Linked DNA regions of Mus musculus: all the other regions are linked to region 3. The links are chromatin contacts, called in public HiChIP or PLAC-seq and Micro-C maps. All regions are on one chromosome and are shown on one strand. Each heading gives the region's core, a stretch centred on a gene start, on an enhancer-like site or on the middle of the called end of the contact. The rest is flanking DNA. Distances are from core to core; before and after follow the strand shown.

What was found. A called contact is a pair of places that touch in the nucleus more often than the background predicts. HiChIP or PLAC-seq counts read pairs in DNA pulled down with a chosen protein or histone mark.
Region 1: a Micro-C map of embryonic stem cells shows a contact between it and region 3, with 5 times the contacts expected there. The contact joins the promoter of Wnk1 here to the promoter of Adipor2 in region 3. A contact is called at or near these places in 4 of 39 promoter capture datasets (the C10 cell line, cranial neural crest, pre-B cells and 1 more), 8 of 484 Hi-C or Micro-C datasets (the Ba/F3 cell line, CD4 T cells, the G1E-ER4 cell line and 4 more) and 4 of 115 datasets of contacts at active chromatin or transcription factors (the 230-238 cell line, extraembryonic endoderm stem cells, fibro-adipogenic progenitors and 1 more).
Region 2: an H3K4me3 HiChIP or PLAC-seq map of embryonic forebrain shows a contact between it and region 3, with 4 times the contacts expected there. The contact joins the promoter of 1700080F18Rik here to the promoter of Adipor2 in region 3. A contact is called at or near these places in 1 of 39 promoter capture datasets (cranial neural crest) and 1 of 115 datasets of contacts at active chromatin or transcription factors (embryonic forebrain).
Region 4: a contact with region 3 is called in an H3K27ac HiChIP or PLAC-seq map of thymic regulatory T cells, with 15 times the contacts expected there. The contact joins the enhancer-like site here to the promoter of Adipor2 in region 3. A contact is called at or near these places in 2 of 484 Hi-C or Micro-C datasets (LSK cells and pre-B cells) and 4 of 115 datasets of contacts at active chromatin or transcription factors (extraembryonic endoderm stem cells, large pre-B cells, pancreatic cancer cells and 1 more).

What each region holds. Positions count from the first base shown.
Region 1 is chr6:120,036,043-120,040,674 of GRCm38.p6, forward strand. It overlaps Wnk1 (WNK lysine deficient protein kinase 1), which reads right to left and starts at 2,613. Exons shown (of 28, transcript NM_001199084.1): 1 at 832-2,613. The coding sequence starts at 1,590.
Region 2 is chr6:118,838,355-118,842,493 of GRCm38.p6, forward strand. 1700080F18Rik (a long non-coding RNA gene) reads left to right here and starts at 2,234. Exons shown (of 2, transcript XR_003956354.1): 1 at 2,234-4,139. All of the region lies in intron 3 of Cacna1c (calcium channel, voltage-dependent, L type, alpha 1C subunit), which reads right to left.
Region 3 is chr6:119,385,660-119,390,094 of GRCm38.p6, forward strand. It overlaps Adipor2 (adiponectin receptor 2), which reads right to left and starts at 3,075. Exons shown (of 8, transcript NM_001355692.1): 1 at 2,823-3,075.
Region 4 is chr6:120,196,966-120,201,622 of GRCm38.p6, forward strand. It overlaps Ninj2 (ninjurin 2), which reads left to right. Exons shown (of 4, transcript NM_016718.2): 2 at 938-1,169; 3 at 1,678-1,862; 4 at 3,048-3,373. The coding sequence ends at 1,844. It overlaps B4galnt3 (beta-1,4-N-acetyl-galactosaminyl transferase 3), which reads right to left. Exons shown (of 20, transcript NM_198884.2): 20 at 3,788-4,657. Among named protein-coding and RNA genes, the nearest start is that of Gm25327, 56 kb to the left of the region's middle. Within about 2 kb of position 2,791, at least 60 of the 459 cell types and tissues checked have an H3K27ac peak or open chromatin away from gene starts, as enhancers often do. A contact at or near this core is called in thymic regulatory T cells, where this site is marked.

The DNA of each region.
Region 1 (4,632 bases), core at 1,363-3,862, 650 kb after region 3:
TTTTGATGGTGGTGCAAGACTTTAATCCCAGCACTTGGGAGGCAGAGGCAGGTGAATTTCTGAGTTCGAGGCCAGCCTGGTCTACAGAATGAGTTCCAGGACAGCCAGGGCTATACAAAATCCTGTCTCGAAAAAACCAAAACAAAACAAAACAAAAAAGACAGTGTCTCACTACCCAGGCCAGACTGGCCTTGAACTTGAGGCTCTCCTGCCTCGACCAATAGAGTAAGTAGTTGGGATTTCCAGGCATGCCTTTATTAGCTACTATGCTATGATATTCTGCTATCAAGAAAGTTGTTCCTTAAAAGTACAGGGTCTTGTCTAACAATCAGATTTTAGAGATGGAAACACACAAGGCAGTTCATTATTGCAGAGGCTTAGAAGAGAATGAAGTGTACAGGAAAAAAAGGTTTGATATTTACTTAAAGCAAAAGAAAAAAAAAAAATTCCCAAAGGCTGAGGATATATTTAGCTCAGTGGGAAAGCACTTGTCCAGGCCCCACTTCTTCGATCCCCAACACGAAGGGAAACCCTTTTCCAATAATTCCATGTCTCCTGCCTGACATTAAACACACAAGTTTGTACTTAAATGACTCTTTTTACCCCTGGCTGATAACAATCCTTCTTGACACCAATAGTTCCTATCTTTTCCAAACACCTAACTAACTACAAGCTCCACAATCTCCCAATTTCAACCTCTTTGGACACTAGTCTTCCCGCCCTCTCAGAGTCAGAGAATTACAAGTAAAGAGTGAACTCGACAAACTGGCTTAACAGAGCCAAATTTGGGATCCAAACGACCGAATAAGAAAAAAGGGGGTGGGGCATTACCTGCAATTCACACCAGGCGACTTCCACAGTGGTTTCGGTGTCCAGACCTTTGTAGACTGTCTTAAAGGAGCCTCTGCCGATTTCGATGTCAAATTTGAGAAAGCGACCGTCATTGGACATTCCCACTGCCTTGGTCTCCAGCTCTTCGATATCATCCTGTTGCTGGCTCCTATCCTCCTGCGCCTCTTTGGCGCTGGCGCCACCACTGCCACTTCCACTTCTGGACGGCGGTGGCTCCTCTTTGCTCCCCACGAGGCTGGGCTGGGACACCGGGCGGTCTTTGCTGGTACTGCTGGGGACGGTCGTGGTGGCCGAGCCTACAACGGCTTGTTCCCCAGGGGAGGCAGCAGCCGAGGGTTGCTGAGACACCTGGGAAGCAACGGTGGCGGTCAAAGTTTCCTCTCTGTGAGGTTCGGGTGGAGCACTCTGGGGCACCACTGCAGGTACACTAGGTTGCGGGATAGAGAGAGGGAGGCCCGGCAGCTCCAACGCGGTGGCATTGGAGTCGCAGATGACGCTTCGGCGGAAGAATCGGTGCTCCGTGGGGGTGGTGGTGGCGGCCGCCCCACGACTGTCCTTGTCCATAGTGTGCCGGCGGCGCCGATATTCCTCCGTCCTGCCAACTCCCGAGTCGGCGACCGTAGCCCCCAGTTTCTCGCCCACGGAAGAATCGGAGCTTGAGCCATTCTTGGGGACGGGCGCCGGAGGCGTAAGGAAGCCCGGAGTGCCGCTTTGCTTCTCGGCGGCACCGTCAGACATGGTCGGTCCGATGGAGTGAAGAATGCGGGCTCGGATTTATGAATGAAAAGGGAAAAGGGTGACCCGGAGAAGCCACCAAGAAGTGCTGGGCAGCGCTCCTACGGCGGGCTCCGAACCACCGGACGACTCCCACTCAGCACTGACAAGGCGCCCCGAGGGCGACGCGGGACACTGAGTCCGGCTGCTGCGGCGGCTGCTGCTGCTGGCACCGAAGCTGCTGCGGCTCACGGGGCGGGCTCGTCGGCGGGCTAGGAGGGAGCGGAGCCACGGGGGTTAGCGCCGCACAGTCCGCATCCATCCTGCAGCGAGCGGAGGCCGGTAGGGCTGGGGCAGCAGAAGCGCCGCAGTCATGAGGAGCAGGGCGCGGAATTGGCTCCTGGGCGAGAGGATGCGACCCAAGTGAAGACGGCTAAGCTCCCTCCGCTGCCGCTGCCGCCGTCGCCGCCCGCCCGCCGAGCACGGCGGGATAGGCCCTGAGGGCGGAGGCACAGCGCGCGAGGGACGAGCCCCGACGCCGGGCGGTGGCAGCCCGGGGCACAGGAGTGGGAGGGGCCGCGCAGGGGAAGGAGGGCCGCGGCCCGGGTTCCCGGTCGCTCGCTCGCTCGCTCGCTCGCTCGGCCGCCGCCTCAGGCAGCACGCGCCCCGGAGAGGGGACCAGTCTCAGAGGGCGCCCATCACTAGATGCTGAGGGCCGAAGCCTCGAAGCCTCGAAGCCTGAGGAGCGGCCCCCCCCGTCCCCGAGGCCTCCCCGCCCGCCCCGGGCCTGGCGAACCTCTTCCCCTCTCTGGCCGGCGCCGGGGGCAGAGGAGGGAGGGAACTGTGGGGAGGGGAGGGCCGCTCACCGCGGGGCCCGGGCTCCGCTACTTCTCTGGCCAGGAGGAGAGGAGACCGAAAGAACTGGGAGGAGGGGGAGAGGGAGAGAAAAAGAGCAGTCACCCCACTAGGCGCCTTCTGTCAGCGAAGAAGGGAGTACGGAATAGCCGAGCAGAAGGAGCGCGTCCGCCCGGGAAAACTCTCCGCTTTAAATGGCGCCGATGTCTGAAGCCTCCACACAGCCCGCTTGGACCCCGCCCCCCGCCGCCCGGGGCGGCCCCGCCCACATCGCGCTCGGGGGGCTCTCGCGCAGGCGTGCCGAGCTCGAGGCACGATGGGATTTGTAGTTTCGCGGTGAAAACCGTGAAAGGAACCCGGGAGGAACGCGCCTACTACTTCCGTGATGCCCTGCGATTGCTCTAGCCTGGTGCCTCCTGGGAATTGTAGTTCCTTTTTTTGAAAACCGCCCCATCTGAAAGCCTGATGGGAGCGTCATCGTGGGTCGCTCAATTCCGTTCCAAACTCAGTGCTCGCTATCAAAATCATTATTTAGGAATCAATTGCAAAAGAAGAGAAGAAAGGAGAAGAAAAGAAAGGAGAGAATGAGAGACTTCCGTCATGTTCTGCTTAGATAGCTCGTAGAGCTGCCATGCAATGAAAAATGATGTTGTTCGTCTTTAATGGAGAGCCTCCTTAGTGTTGTGACTAGGGGTGTGGGAGTGGAGAAGGAGGTAAAGCTGAATAACCTGAGCCTGAATTCGAAGACTCCCAGAAAACTTTGTGAAGAGTGCACATACCATCACTGTTGATTAGATGGGTGAGGGTAAACAAAATATATTCCATCCTTCTCTTCTTCACAACAACTAAAGCCGCATGCTCATCTCCAGTTTCCAAACAAGTACTTTGGCTGCAAAGATGGGCTGCCTACTAAATAAAACCCAGGATCAGAGCGAACCTCTTTGCTTTGCCGGAAACTTAACGGGAACGGGAGGTGTAGGGGGCGGGGAGAGGCGGGTGACAAGCATGGGAGGAGGTCGAGTTCGAAGATATTCTACATCTTTAATCTTTGATTACAAACTTGAGAGGACATAGTTGACTTTTGCCTCTATATTTGAGTAAAAATTATTTTCCTTTTGTTTTCTTATACCCTGCCTCGGTGGCTCAGTAAAACATCCCCTTTCTGTACTACACTTGCATATGTACACATATGTAATTTATACCAAGGCGCGGATCTCCGGAAACCTAGATCCGTGCAGTTTACAGTAATGGAATTCTTCTCTTCAAAATATCTTTAGTGCTTCCTGGACCACCTTTGCTACTACGTAAGATTATAGTTGTGATGAGCACCAGGGGGCACCAGACAGAGTAGGAAACCAAATTTATGAGCCAGATGGCAGTTACAAGTCTTAACCCAACCGGTGAGAGCGGGAAGCGCTTAAACGTACGCAACCGCACCCGAGCGTGAATACGCTGCAGTCGCAGCCCAGGACTGGAGCGAGCTCTGAAGCGCGTTTTCCTTGTCCAAGACTATATGAGAGGATCTCTGAGTGATTTGGAAGCGGCTAAACGGAAGATTCCTTGACTCAGTGTATCTAGATAAACTTCGCATAGAGAAGTCTTGCTATACAATTAATATTAACTTATCAGAAACGTTTAAAAAGAAGTCAGCACGTTTCCTTTTTTTTTTTCTTGCCGAAATCTACCATGTAAGTTTTAGTGTTTGTTTGAACCCTATGGCTGTTAGATTTAATAAAGAAGGCAGGTTGTGAACAGTTTGAAATACAAGTGCAGAAGGGGCAGGAAGAATACTGAAATATTAGTGCTCTACTGTTTTAGAAAATCATTAGTTCACTTTATTAATGGTAAGTCTGTTTTAGTACATTTAATTAGTGGTTTATCTCCAGTGATAAATCTAATGTCAGCAAATGAAGAAGTAACTATGAAGTGCATTTTTCTTGTACTTCTTAAGACTGTTGATTATAATTTTCTCAAAGTTGCTTTACCAGAGAAAACTTTGTTTATAACACAAAGAAACTTAATTATACAGTGGTGGGTTTTTAAAAGACCAGTAAATCACAGTTTTTTTTTTATTTATTGTATGTTTGTTTCTATAAAAAGAAATTAGGATATTTCTGTCCAGGTGGTTCTGAAACAATTTTATCGTTGTTGCTTATTCTTATTTACTAAACCCTGCAACTTTGGTCACATGACAATGGGCACAACTTCCTT
Region 2 (4,139 bases), core at 984-3,483, 550 kb before region 3:
TCCATGGATGAGACTGTGTTATCGCCCTGGAAACTTTAGCTATCCTTAATGGTCTCTGCCTTTAAAATCCTTCCTCGTCCTCTCTAAATAACCGCGGGGCTGAGCTACCCAAAGCTTACAAAGCTTACATACTGCTAGGTATCTCCTCAGCACTCTTCAGGAAACACCAAACAGCAGTGCCATTTTAAATGAAGTGCATCTCCACCCTACCCCCTTCTAGATTGTAAACTCCTCGAAAGCAGGGTTGATGCTGTCTGCCTGGCCTACTGTGCTCGTAAATACTGATGGTGAGGTGGAGTCCATGCATACAAAAGAAGAGAGAGCCTGGGTGAGACGACCCTGGTTGTGCACTGCAGAAGACACCATCCAGCCTCTATTTCACAAAGAAAGGGAGTGTGGCGGAGTGCTGGGGGATGGAGAGCCAGTTGAACCCACTTTTGCTAAGCCCCTTCAGGGAGTCTATGCGCAGTTCCAGGATCTACAAGCAAAGCAGAAGTAGGACTGGAGAATGGAGCACAACACTGCCAAGTAACATGGGTCAGAAAGAACATGCTGGCAGAAAGGGTGGGAAATGTGCCACCAGGCAAGCTGAGAACGGAGGAGAAAGATGAAGAACACAGACCATCTTTGAAAAGATAAAGACCTCTCAGATAAAGAGTGGCACGTGATTGCCTGGGCAGAAAGCTGCAGGGACCTTGGGCTGCAGGGAAGGAGTGTGGCGGCACTGTGAACGTGTGTGATGTGAGATCAGTGGAGGCAGAATGCTTGCTTGTCTCTAGACACGGCAACTGTGTGACCGCTTGAGGTCCTAGCTTCTGAAGCTTCCCTGCTCATCAGCACCTCTGGCAGGAAGTCAGGCCAGGAGGTGAAAGGCTGCTCCTTAAACAGTTCTGCTCAGTGACTGAAGGAGGAAGCTGAGCTGAACACATCTGAACTGGCTCCTCCCTCTCCTGCTCCTAGCTCATACTCCAGTGCGCTATCCTGGATGGTTGCTCTGTGAAGGCCACTGTGTAAATACGGGCACTTTGACTGGCTTTATTTCCTTTTGTCTCCAAACTCTGGGTCTCTATTTTTCCAAGAAGTTGTGGGAAGAGGCTCCTCACCTCGACTGACTCTGACGTGGAACCGTTTCTTGGGATGGTTCTGTTTATTAACTTTATCTCTGCTGCCAAAGGGGTGCTGAAAACCCCCAGCTTGCTAGGCTGCCTCCTTGGCTCCACCCCTCCTCCCAGTTTGGAACTTGACCCTTCTATTTATAACAGGCATGGTTTACTCCAGAGTCACAGCTGACCCCTCACTCCACCAGCCATCAAGACATTATGACTTAGAACCTAAGGAGGAAGGGCACGGTCCTCCCACCCCCTCACATGGCTGTTCCACATTACTGTTCTTGTGAGCCAGGACCTGATGAAGGCAGCATCAGAAGGGAAACTCCAGGCTTCTGACTCACCATTGTTCCACCACCCCACGCTTTGGTCCCATTTCTCCTCTTACTATCTGCTGCAGTCTGCATCTTCAGTGTTCTCCAGAGGTCCATGTGCGCTGCACACTGGGTCCCCAGTTTTGGGGCTACTGAGAAGCAGTGAAAACTTGGATTAGGTTGCTGGCAGTAGAAATCCTGGGACTCCGTTCCTTTCCTGTCTCTTTGTCTCCTGGCCACAATGAGATGAACAAGCCTTCTCTGCTGCAAGCTCTCACCAGCAGAAGCAACAGAGAGAGCCAAGTGCTCACACTCTGTAGCCAGTAGAAACAGACTTCTTAGCTGATTGTCTCCAGTAATTATTCGGTCTACAGCAAGCTGATTGATACATCTTATCCCATCACCCCTTTCTTCCTGAGTTTTCCAACTACCACACAGGCTATCTGCATGGGGCAACAGCAATAGTTCCATATTTGGTACTTAGGGTTGCCCAGGCATGCCTAAAAGGCAGAGCACAGCATTTAATGAAGAGAAAGATAACTGAACAGTACATATGATGTTACGCTTGGTCAAATGCAGGGTTGCTGATTTTAGAGTGTATGATCCCAACCCTAAGATAAACCGCCTCTCACCTACTGGTGGTCTGGAGTTAAGTGGCTACCTATCATAAACTTTTGAGTACCTGCACCTACCTTAATTCGATTTAAAGTGATTTCTAGCAGTGGAAAAAGTCATAGAAGTACTAATGTTGCCTCCAATCATAAAGAAAAGTCATGATGAATACACGCTAGAAGTCTGAAAGCAAAGATCTAACCATTTTCATCCTATTTCAGAGACACATTGGAATTCTACCTAGCGACCTCCTGGACCATGGTTAAGAACTGGTGGTCAGAGCAAGGGTGTTCAGAACAGAGAGAGATGTATATCCTTTCTGTAGCTGGGTGGCAGCAGTATCAACTTAGAAGCACTGCGAAGTCCCTGGAAATTAATCTCCAGTTAGTCTCCAGATTCTCCTGGAATTCCTCAAAGGTGATTGTTTGGATTTTCTCACAGCATCCGTCCAACAGCCCAGAGTGAGCTTCCCAAGCGTTTCTAACAGTCAATCCATTTATTATTAAACTGCCAATAAGAAATGCTCTCTACCGCTCTGTGAGTGCAAGAGGTAAGAGGTCGCATGTCCATCTTAGTGGTAGCGTGGATGCCCCCCCCCAGGCAGCAAGCTCAGGGAGACCATCTTAGCTCACGACCACAAAGCAGGCTGCCCAACAGCAGAAGTGCTCCCCAAATTGATAGAAGTTACATAGAGGACAACCTGGGGATGCTCTCAGAGCTGGTGCTGAGAGGTAGGAACGCTACAGCAAACCCATGTGATGAAGCCCAGTAGGTCAGTTACTTTAAAGTAGCTAATTTATAGGGTGTTTCCAATCCAAGGCTCTACCACATGTCTCCACAAACCCATTGCTGGGTGTGACAAAATGCATCAGCTTCGATGGCTCTAAGTTAGTGAGTCTCAGCCTTCCTAACACTGTGACCCTTTAACACAGTTCCTCATGGTGTGGCGATCCCCAACCATAAAATTATCTTTGTTGCTGCTTCTTAACTGTACTTCTTGCTACTGTTAGGAATCATAATGTAAGTATTTTTGGAGATGGGGGCTTGCCAAAGGGGTCACGACCCAAGTGCTGAGAATGAGTGCTCTAAAGTCATCAATGGGCAGAAGTGGAGGGGCCCTCAGGGACCAACTCATTCATGACCTTAACCCTGAGTTCAAAGACCCTTTGAAAGCAGCAGTTAGCCATGGATGGCTAGCCCCCGAGAGAGTGGCCAGAAGCACATTCCATATGTATACGATTCCAGGAGCTTCAGGAACCTTTTGAAGCACGTCCAGGTCAAAGACATTTGATGTCATTCCCTCCTCACTGTTCTTCATTCATAAATGATAAGGCAGGGACTGAGAAGTAGGGAGCCTTCGGATCACAGGCAGCCAAGCTGAGCACCAGTAACAGGGGCTCACTGTAGCCTAGGAAGGCACATGCTGAGGACGTGAACCTTAGGAGAGGCCAGACCACTAGAAATTGATTCTCTTCTCCCCATCCCTGCCCCACACGGTGCCAGTGGAAAGCCTCAGGGCTGGCTAAGAAGGAGGCTACACCTGCTGCAGGCTTTCCCATGATGTGCCCTGGTCTGAGAACACCATCCATCTCACTTGCTGTAATGAGGACAGTCCTCACCCCAAGTGGGGCTCCCAAAGAGGCTGGCCCTGTTATTTAAGGCTTTGTCTCTCTACAAATAATAAATGCAGAGAGCACAGGCCTGGGAAAGTTAATTAGTATTATTATGTCTGTAATTCTAATGTTGCTCACTGGCAGAGCTCTTGCGTGCCAGCTTTCAGCCCAGAGCAGGCGTCTGTGATATGCATGGGCATGAGCCTTGTAGAAGCTGAGCTTTTCTTGTGTCTAGAATGGGTAGCACCTCTGTTTGGGGTTGAGGGGCCTAGAGGATGAGGCTGTTGGGGAGAGTTTCTCTCTGTGTACCCCAACCCAACTCCCATCCCCACCCCTACCCCCACCCCCAGCCAGTGTTTCAATTCCCAGCAAAAAGAACAAGAGTGTTGTTGAAAATGCAAATGTCCCAGCCATCTTATTGCAATAGGATGACACATCGGATGCTGCCTCAAATGGCTTCTGCATGCATTCTTCAGGGGAGCAAAGGGGCTCGA
Region 3 (4,435 bases), core at 1,825-4,324:
TGGGGGGCAGTCCTAACAGTAGTAATCAAAGTTACATTAGAAAAAGAAAAAGAAAAGGAAAAGGAAAAGGAAAAGGAAAAGGAAAAAGAAAAAAAAAAAGAAAAAAAAAAAGAAACAGGTAGCAGGGCCAGCCAAGTGAGCTCCTGGAGCCCATATCTAACTTCAGCTCTAGGGGATCTAATGCCCTCTTCTGGACTCCATGGACACCTGCACTTACACATGCATAAACACTCAAAGACAAACACACACACACACACACACACAATCTTTTAAGTAGCATACATATCGACATTCAGTATCAGCCACTTACATAAAAAGTGTCACCAAGAGTCTACTGGATAATCACCAAAATAACCTAAGTGATATAATTCCAAATAATTTTTACTTTCTTTTGTACTTCCTGACTCATTTTAAGTTTGTACATTGAATATACTTCCCACTCACAACACTTCTGAGACAGGGTCTCAAATTATAACCCATGCTGGTCTTAAACTCACAGGCCTGCCTTGGCCTCCCAAGTACTGGGATTACAGGAAAGTACAACCACAGCCAGGCCAGACAGCCACCACATACTGACTGTTTTCTTTCTCTATTGAAAGCTAATAAAAGTGTTTAGGCTTTACAGCCCATGAGTCTCTAAGACAGCTATGAAACAACTCAACTTTGCACCCCAACAGCAAATCACAGATAATAACCTAAACAACTGCATCTGACTATATCCCAGTTAACCTTGATTTACAACAGGCAGCAGGTAGGACTTGACCTGTAGACTGTGAAGTTTGTCAACTTCTGAATAAAGGGAATAAAAGTTTTATTGTTTTAAACAAAGCGTGACTTACACTGAGTACACTACATAATGATATTACTCATGGGAAATTTTTTTTCATTTGTTTTTAAGTTTAGACAATGAACTCAAGGATGGAAAAACACACTCTTTACGCTCCGGAAATCTTACTCTCATCCACAGAAGATAAAATCTGCTAAGTAGCCCAAAGCCTGAAACATAAACTGGTGGGTAGCCAGTTACAGAGAAACTGGGAAGGTATCTTTCATATTTAATTTGAATTTCTCAAAAAAATTTTATAATTTACCATCAATCTGCTGAAGCCTACAGGTGGAAATCCCTGCTGCTAAAATAATTTAGTTTACAGTTCGTTCACTGTGACAAATTTCAAAGAATGAAGAATTCTATTCTACAAGCAGTGTACAAATGAGCAGGATGTGTGACAAGATCTTAGAGTGGCCTGTGGTAAGAAGACACTTGAAACTTTAGAACTGACAAACATAATTCCCCCTTTAAAAAATTAAGGCTCTGAGCTTTATTTTTTGAGTTGTATTGGTGGTGCACATCCTTAATCCCAGCCCATGGGAGGCAGAAACTGGTGGATTTCTGAGTTCAAGGCCAGCCTAATCTACATGAGTTCCAAGACAGCCAGGGCTACAGAGTGAGACCATGTCAAAGGGAGGGCGGGCTTTGAGTAGAGCATCTGTCCATACCAGGATTCTGGACTCATAGGTAAGATTTAGAAATTAAAGCTTGCCTGAACTACATTGATCCTGCCTGTCTTCACAACATGGTAGGTGATTCATGCTAACACACAGAAGGCTGAAGCAGGATTCTTAATGTTTGGGCTACAGAGTGAGACCTGCACACCCTCACCCACGAACAAACAAAACAAATACACTTAGTTGGGAAGTGTTTTATGAACAAATAAATTTTAAAATCCTAAAAGACTGCAGTATTTTTACCTTGCTCCTTGGGGAGCAGGGGTAAGCATTCTGCTTTGGGGAAACACAATGAACACAGCAACACAAGAATTACAGGCCATCAAGTGAGATGGCTAAAGAGTATGCTTGCCAGGCAAATTTTCAAGACCTTGCCGCCTGAGTTCGATACCCGGAACCACATAAACGTAGACGATGATCAACTTTTACCAAGTTGTTCTCTAACCTCCACACGTGTGCCATGAACACAGGAGTCACACAGAAACACACCATAATAAACTGGATAATTTTAATTTTTTTAAAGTTTTTTTTTCTTTAAATGAGACAACCAGAGTAAAACATAAATGCAACTAAAAGATCATTTCCACTAAAATACTAAAACCACCAATGAAGCATTGTACCTACCAAATCCCAGGTGGTCATGTCATTTATCAAAAATTCATTGCTCAACGCTCTCGTGAAGTTTTCAAACTCCAGAAACAAATGTTTAAATCAAGGTCAAAAAAAACAAAAGAAGAGACTCATTAGCTGTCTGGTCTAGCGCTCCCTCGGACTCATCAAAACTTATTTTATAGCCGTTTCCAGCAATTCTCTAACAAGCTAACCACTGGCAAATAAAAACCCAAAGGGGCTCAGAACTGGGCCCAAGAACTATCCCGCAGTGACAGCCTGACGCGCCACCTAAGGAAAGGTGAGGGCAACCTTCCCATCCCAGTGGTTGGAAAAGTCGCGCTGAGCACAAGCCATCCGAAGCAAGCCTGCCAGAGAAATCCCTAGAAGTGGCAGAAGACACCAACTAGAAGTCGGGGCGGGAGGATTTCAGTCTCCGGCCATCGCGGGGGTACCGGCTCCGAAATCGACTAGAGACGGAGCGAGGGGCTTCGGACTCTGCCCCGCGGCGGGGACAGGGCAGCGGGCGCCCGCGACCGCAGCTGCACGGAGCGCGGCCCCGGCCCCCCCCCCCACCCCACCCCCCCGGCCGCTGCTTGGGCCCCGCACCAGGCGCGCGGCCGCAGGTCAGAGTTCCGGCCGCGCTCGGAGCCGGCCAGGCGCGCGCTCCCGGCCCGCGCCGGGGACACCTGTCCCTCAGCCCTCACCTCCTTCCGACCCGGGCAATCTGCTGAGCCCGGGAAGCCGCGCTCGAGCCACAGCCCTTCGCCCGAGTTAGCGGCCGTCTCACCGCGCGGCTCGGGCGCCTCGGGAAGCAGCGCCTCGGGGAGGGAGAGGGGGGGCGCGGAGGGAGGGGGCCGCTCGCTGGAGCCGCCACCGCCGCCGCCGCCACCGCGGTACCGCGTCGGGACTGTGCTCGCGCCGCCGCGACCGCCGCCGCCGCCGCCGCCGCGTCTCCCCGCCTCCGCGCCCGCGCGTAGCCGTGACGCGCATCGCACGAGGCGGGCCGAGCCAGTAAGACCACACCCCGTGCGCAGCCGCGCTGGCCTAAACCGGAAGCCTCCCCTCGGGAGGCTTTGGAAGCGTGATGCATCTTGGGAGTTGTAGTTCGGCCGGGTCCACAATGTAAACAGTGCGGGCAGAGTGCCTCGGAACGCTCACCCAGCTTCCTCGACGATTTCTGAAGAGATCTGAGAAGGGAGTGGGCCGCCACGGTTTAATGACTCGGGATGGAGCGTGTGTTTGTGTCAGCGGCCAACATAATGCTAGGCGTCGTCTTATGAAGGTTTCAGGATTCCGAAAGCGTTTAGTCAACTCTTCCTCAAACAGTAGGGCTTGTTTTTATTACCGTACTAACGTATGATTGATTTATGCCCTACCACTTCTAGAAGATATTCAAAATTATTTTCAATGGTCGATTGCAAACGACTTAAGCATTGTGTCTGTTTACCCAGAGGGAATGATTTGCTACGAGTGAGCTTTCCTATTGAACCAGAACAAGGAACTATAGGAGCTGGTGTGCAGAGGAAAAAAAAATGGTTTCTTCGTGTTCAGTTGTAAGAGGATTGTATCTGTCACACTCTTTAGTTCAAAACTTAATACACGTCAAAGTAAATTCGGAAGCTTTAGTTTAGACCTTGGAGGAAGCTTATTGTTCTTGCCTTTAGACCACAATCGGTCTCATAGCCAAGAAGCTAAAATGTGATGTTGAGCGATTGGAGGGAAGCAGACATGGAAAACTCTTCAACGAGGAAAAGCACTAGAGAGGTTAAAACAAGAGGATCTTGCATGTACCAGATCAGCCTGGTGTACATCGCGAGCCAGGCCAGCCTTGGCTATACAGAGTGTAAAACCATGTCTCAGAAAAAAAGAAACGAAAGAAAGAAAGGGAGAGAGAGAGAAAGACAAAGACTTGGCTACTAAGACTGAGAAAGACAATTGTACCTTTCCCATCAGAAAACAAATGCAGGCATTTGGGAATTATAAATGTGGCCCAAGGCTGGAAATATAGCTCAGTGGTAAAGCTATAGCCACTCCAAAAGCCTCGATTCCATCAATAACTTAAGGGGGGGGGGGGTGCGGGGGGAAGGATCCATAATAAATAGGGCAAAAAGAGAAGTTTTTTTTTCAGGCTGAATATAAGGTATCCCCTAAGGAAGACAGACTTAAGATAGACCATTATCTTACCAGGTATGGGGGCTCACACCTTAATTCCTAGCACGTGGGAACTGGTATAGGACGGCTGCAGTGAGTTCATGGCCAACGTGGGCCACAAGATGAGTTCCAGGTCAGCCAGGGCTAAAATGAGACCCTGCTTCAA
Region 4 (4,657 bases), core at 1,541-4,040, 810 kb after region 3:
GAGACCACAGCATGTAGAGTCTTCCTGCTTCTGCCTCTTCTAGCTCCATCTGCTCCAAGCACTCTTGAGCGACTACAAAGGTCTTGCAGCGCCCCCTCTGGGATATTAGAATTAGTGAGAACAAGAACTTGCTTTTATATCTCAAAAGTAATTTTATTTAGCAGGGCAGTGGGGGTGCATGCCTTTAATCCCATCACTTAGGGTTAGGGTGAGGCAGGTGAATCTCTGAGTTCAAGGCCAGCCTCATCTACAAAGGGAGATCTAGGATAGCCAAGGCTATACAGAGAAACTCTGCCCTGGAAAACAAAAACAAACCAAATTATTTTAAAATAATTTAAAATATTAATTTGTTTCAGCAATGGCAGGAATCGAAACTATAGCCCAGGGCATGCTGGGAAGCACTATACACCGAGATACATCTCTAGTCTTCCCAAACAATTTTTAAAGTTAAGACCTTTCAACTGCTATGCATTGCTGTGTAGACGTGTTTTTCTAATAGCCCATGGTCCTTTATATGGGGGAGTGGGAAGGAAGCTCTAGGACTCCTGACCCAGGTACTGGCTAAGGTGGGGCTGGCCATGCTGGAGGAAGTGTTTTTTCCATTTCAGCCAGGTCTCAGATCTCCTTCTGTTGTCTGTCTTCATCTGATGACGTGAAGGTGTACGGCAATAGTGAAACAGATTCTGTCATGTTGCATTAGTTAGTTCAGAGCTTAGTGGTCCACAGAGGTTCCATCCACCAATCCATTCAACCAACAGTACACCCACTATCACCTCCACATCCTCCCAACCTTTCATTGGTTTCAGGTCATTAGCTGAGCAGGGAGGCTGTCACTGTCACCCAAGAGGACATTTCATCGCCTTTGGGGAGGGTATTAAAACCCCTGTATTCTTCCCAGTCCCTTCCAGCCCTTTTACCAGATTCTCTTCTCTTATAGCACAGGCACTCCATGCGCGGAGGGAACCAGCGCATAGACCTGAACTTTTATGCCACCAAGAAGAGTGTGGCAGAGAGCATGCTAGACGTGGCGCTCTTTATGTCCAATGCCATGCGGCTGAAATCAGTGCTGCAGCAAGGGCCATTCGCGGAGTACTACACCACCCTAGTCACCCTCATCATTGTCTCTCTGCTCCTGCAAGTGGTCATTAGCCTCCTTCTTGTGTTCATCGGTAAGGAGCCCAGCCTGGAGTCAGGCTTTCTGCCTTGGCGCCCCCTGGTGGTAGGAAAGGTCCCTGCATCATATGTGAAACTTCCCAGCCACCTGCTAACAGAGGGGTTACACATCTACGCCTAGGTAACAGATCCTACACTAAGGGCACCCCCAGTCCTATCTCCTCATATCCCATGGGTGGGCACTTCTCGGCAGCTGATAAATGACTGACCCTACTAGCTAGTGACAATTTCTTGTGTCCATTGTATTGGAAGTACACCTTCCCTCGTAGACGTTTTTGCATCCCAATGTCCATTCTATGAATCATCCAGTAGATGTTTCATGTGCTAGAAGACTCAAACACACTTCAGTCCAGTGACTTCATTTCTTCCTGATCGGTCTCCAAAGCCAGGTTGTCTCCAAATTCATGGGTGGGGAGAGGGAAGCTCCAGGCTTTGGCCCTGTTAGATTGACCCTTACCCACCCACCATCCACCACCACTCACCCTGATCTCCTTGTCTCCACAGCCATCCTGAACCTGAATGAGGTAGAGAACCAGAGGCATTTAAATAAGCTCAACAATGCTGCCACCATCTTGGTCTTCATAACCGTGGTCATCAACATTTTTATCACTGCTTTCGGAGCACACCATGCAGCCTCCATGGCTGCCAGGACCTCCAGCAATCCTATTTGATGACTACCTAGGTCCCAGGTGAATGAGGCAGAGGCCCAGAGGACCTCAGATCCAAGGGCTCATCAATGACTTTCTCGGTCTCTGGAGGTCAGAGTACGAGGGCTCTCTTTCCGTCCTCCCACCACCACACACACACCAAGGGGGAAGGTCTATAGTCCCATAGGCAAGGGAGTCCTTGAAGAGCTGACAGGCCTCCCAAAGTACACACACCATGGGGGATGGGATACATGTGTAAATCTCCCACAATGCATGTACCATGGATGCTGTATTGCATGCATGAGTCATGGATGTATCTGCACCTTGAATGCTAGGTTATAGGTTCGAGCCTATACACGCACACTGACTGTTGGTATACAAATGTCAGCCTCCAACAGAATCTTCACAGTTGGTGCTTGTTTATAAGCATGCCTCCCCCAACTCTCAAGTACACACACCATGAGGGCTGGCAAGCTGGTTTCAGGCTCCAACCAGGGTATTCAGAGAGTGCTGGCTTAAAGCACGGGCCTCACACAGGACATGCACCATGAGCGATGTGTTACAGGCATGAGCTTCCCACCGTACATCCACAAGCTCTGGTGTGAAGGGATGGGCCTGCCACGGCAAATAAATCATGAGGGATACAGGAGTCGGCCTTCCTCACTCTGTGCACCATAAGGGCTGGGTTATAGGGACAAGCCTCCCACAGTCAGTACACATAGCATGAGGGGGACTTAGTGAAACCTGCCCCTGAGACCTTTGCTCTGAAGGGGTGACTATCCTTCATTTCTTTTGCTGTTTGCTTTCAGGCAGTGTTTCTTGTAACCCATGCTAGACCTAAGCTTCCTGTGTAACTAAAGATGACAGGTGTGCCACACCCAGCTGGTTTTTAGGCAGACCCCACCCCCAGCTTGGGATGGAACGGAGGGCCTGTGTGGTTAGTGTCTGTTGTGGCCTGTTGGCAAGAAAAAGATGGGGCTGTGGTGTCTACTTGATGCTGCCTAACAGCACAGTAGTCAGGCATTGCTTGGTCCCCTACTATGGCAGATGAGCCAACAACAGCATCCATAATGCTCCCCCTAGGAGCAGCCTGGAAACTGCACTTCAGGGCGCCTGAATGACTCCATTCTTTACTTACATCAGCATGCGGACTGGGTGTAAATCCAGCCCAGGAGGAGCCTCATCTGGCCCCGCCCCTGCATTACCTTTTGTCTGTTTTCCCTGCAGGAGCTGGGTCTAGAGCCACTTCAGCCTTTGTCCCTGACTTGTCAGGATAACTAGCATTTCCCACAGCCTCCAGGAGAGCTTCAAGGGCTACGAAGAAACCCCTGCCTCTTGTCCACAGCACCAGAATTAAAGTGGGCCTCTTTCCTGGGTGACGTAATTGCACTTTGGTCTGGAGGCCCGAGCTGCTTCCAGCAGCAGTAACTCGGTCTGTTAAGGCAGCTCCTGCACAGCCTGCACACTCTGCACTGCCTTCTTTTCCTGTGCTCCAGGCCTCAATGTTCCCTTTCTGCAAAATGGAATCTATCTATAAAGATATCTGAAAATTCACCGAGTTAGTCTTGCTGTCTTCAGTCCAATGGGTTCTAAATCAGGCTGGTGCGTGGATACCTCATCATCTTCGTCCTCAAAAAGGCTTATTGTCGTCTGTATGGTGACAGAGGTCACTGAGTTCTGGATTGACGAATGCACACATAGCCTTTTAAAGAATCTACTATAAACATACTCCACTTTTCACACTAATGATGTCTGGTGTCTCTTAGGTGTGTTCTAATAATACAAATGTTTGGGGCCGGAGAGATGACTCAGCAGTTAAGAGCACTGACTGCTCTTCCAGAGGTCCTGAGCTAAACTCCCAGCAACCACATGGTGGTTCACAACCATCTATAATGGGACCCAATGCCCTCTTCTGGCATGCATATGTTACATGCAGACAGAGCATTAATGTACATGAAACACATTAATCTTTTTAAAAATAATTTATTTTCATCTTATGTTCATTGGTGTTTTGCTTGCATGAATGTCTGTGTGAAGGTGTCAGGTCTCCTGGAACTGGAGTTACAGACAATTGTGAGTCACCAGGTGGGTGCTGAGAATTGAGCCTGGGCTCCCTGGGAGAGTTGTTGATCTCAGCCACTGAGCCATCTCTCCAGCTCTGAAACACATACATCTTAACAACAACAAAAATACAGATTTTCACTGGTGGGAAGGTTAGTGAGCAAAAGCCCTTGCTGCCAAGCCGGAGGAACCCCATATGATGTGAAGGGAGGAGAACGGATCACTGAAAGCTGCCCTCTGACACCACCCTGCACTGTGGCATACATACACCACATACATTCTAAATGATTACATTTTTCTTTTTCTTTTTTTGAGACAGGGTCACACCATGTAATTCTGGTTGGCCTGGAACTCACTATGTAGACCAAGCTAGATTCAAACCCCAAACCCACAGTTTCACCTGCCTCTGCCTCTGGAGTGCTGAGATGAAAGGCATGCACCACTAAACATGGCTAAAAGCATTTAAGAAAAAAGGGGAGGTGGGGGGAGAAGTAGAGAGACAGCCGAGTAGTTAAGAGCACCGGCTGCTCTGCCAGAAGTTCTGGGTTCAAATCCCAGCACCCACCTGGTGACCTACAAACACCTGTAACGCCAGTTCCAGGGAATCTAATGCCCTCTTCTGGCCTCTCTGGGCACTAGGCACACAGGTGGCACACAGACACGCAGGCAAAACACCCATATACATAAATTCTTGAAAAATTTTTGCCTAGGTCAAACATAACTAGGGAGGCCAACTCACACTTGCGAAGCCTTAGTAGGGCATCTTCAACTCACAC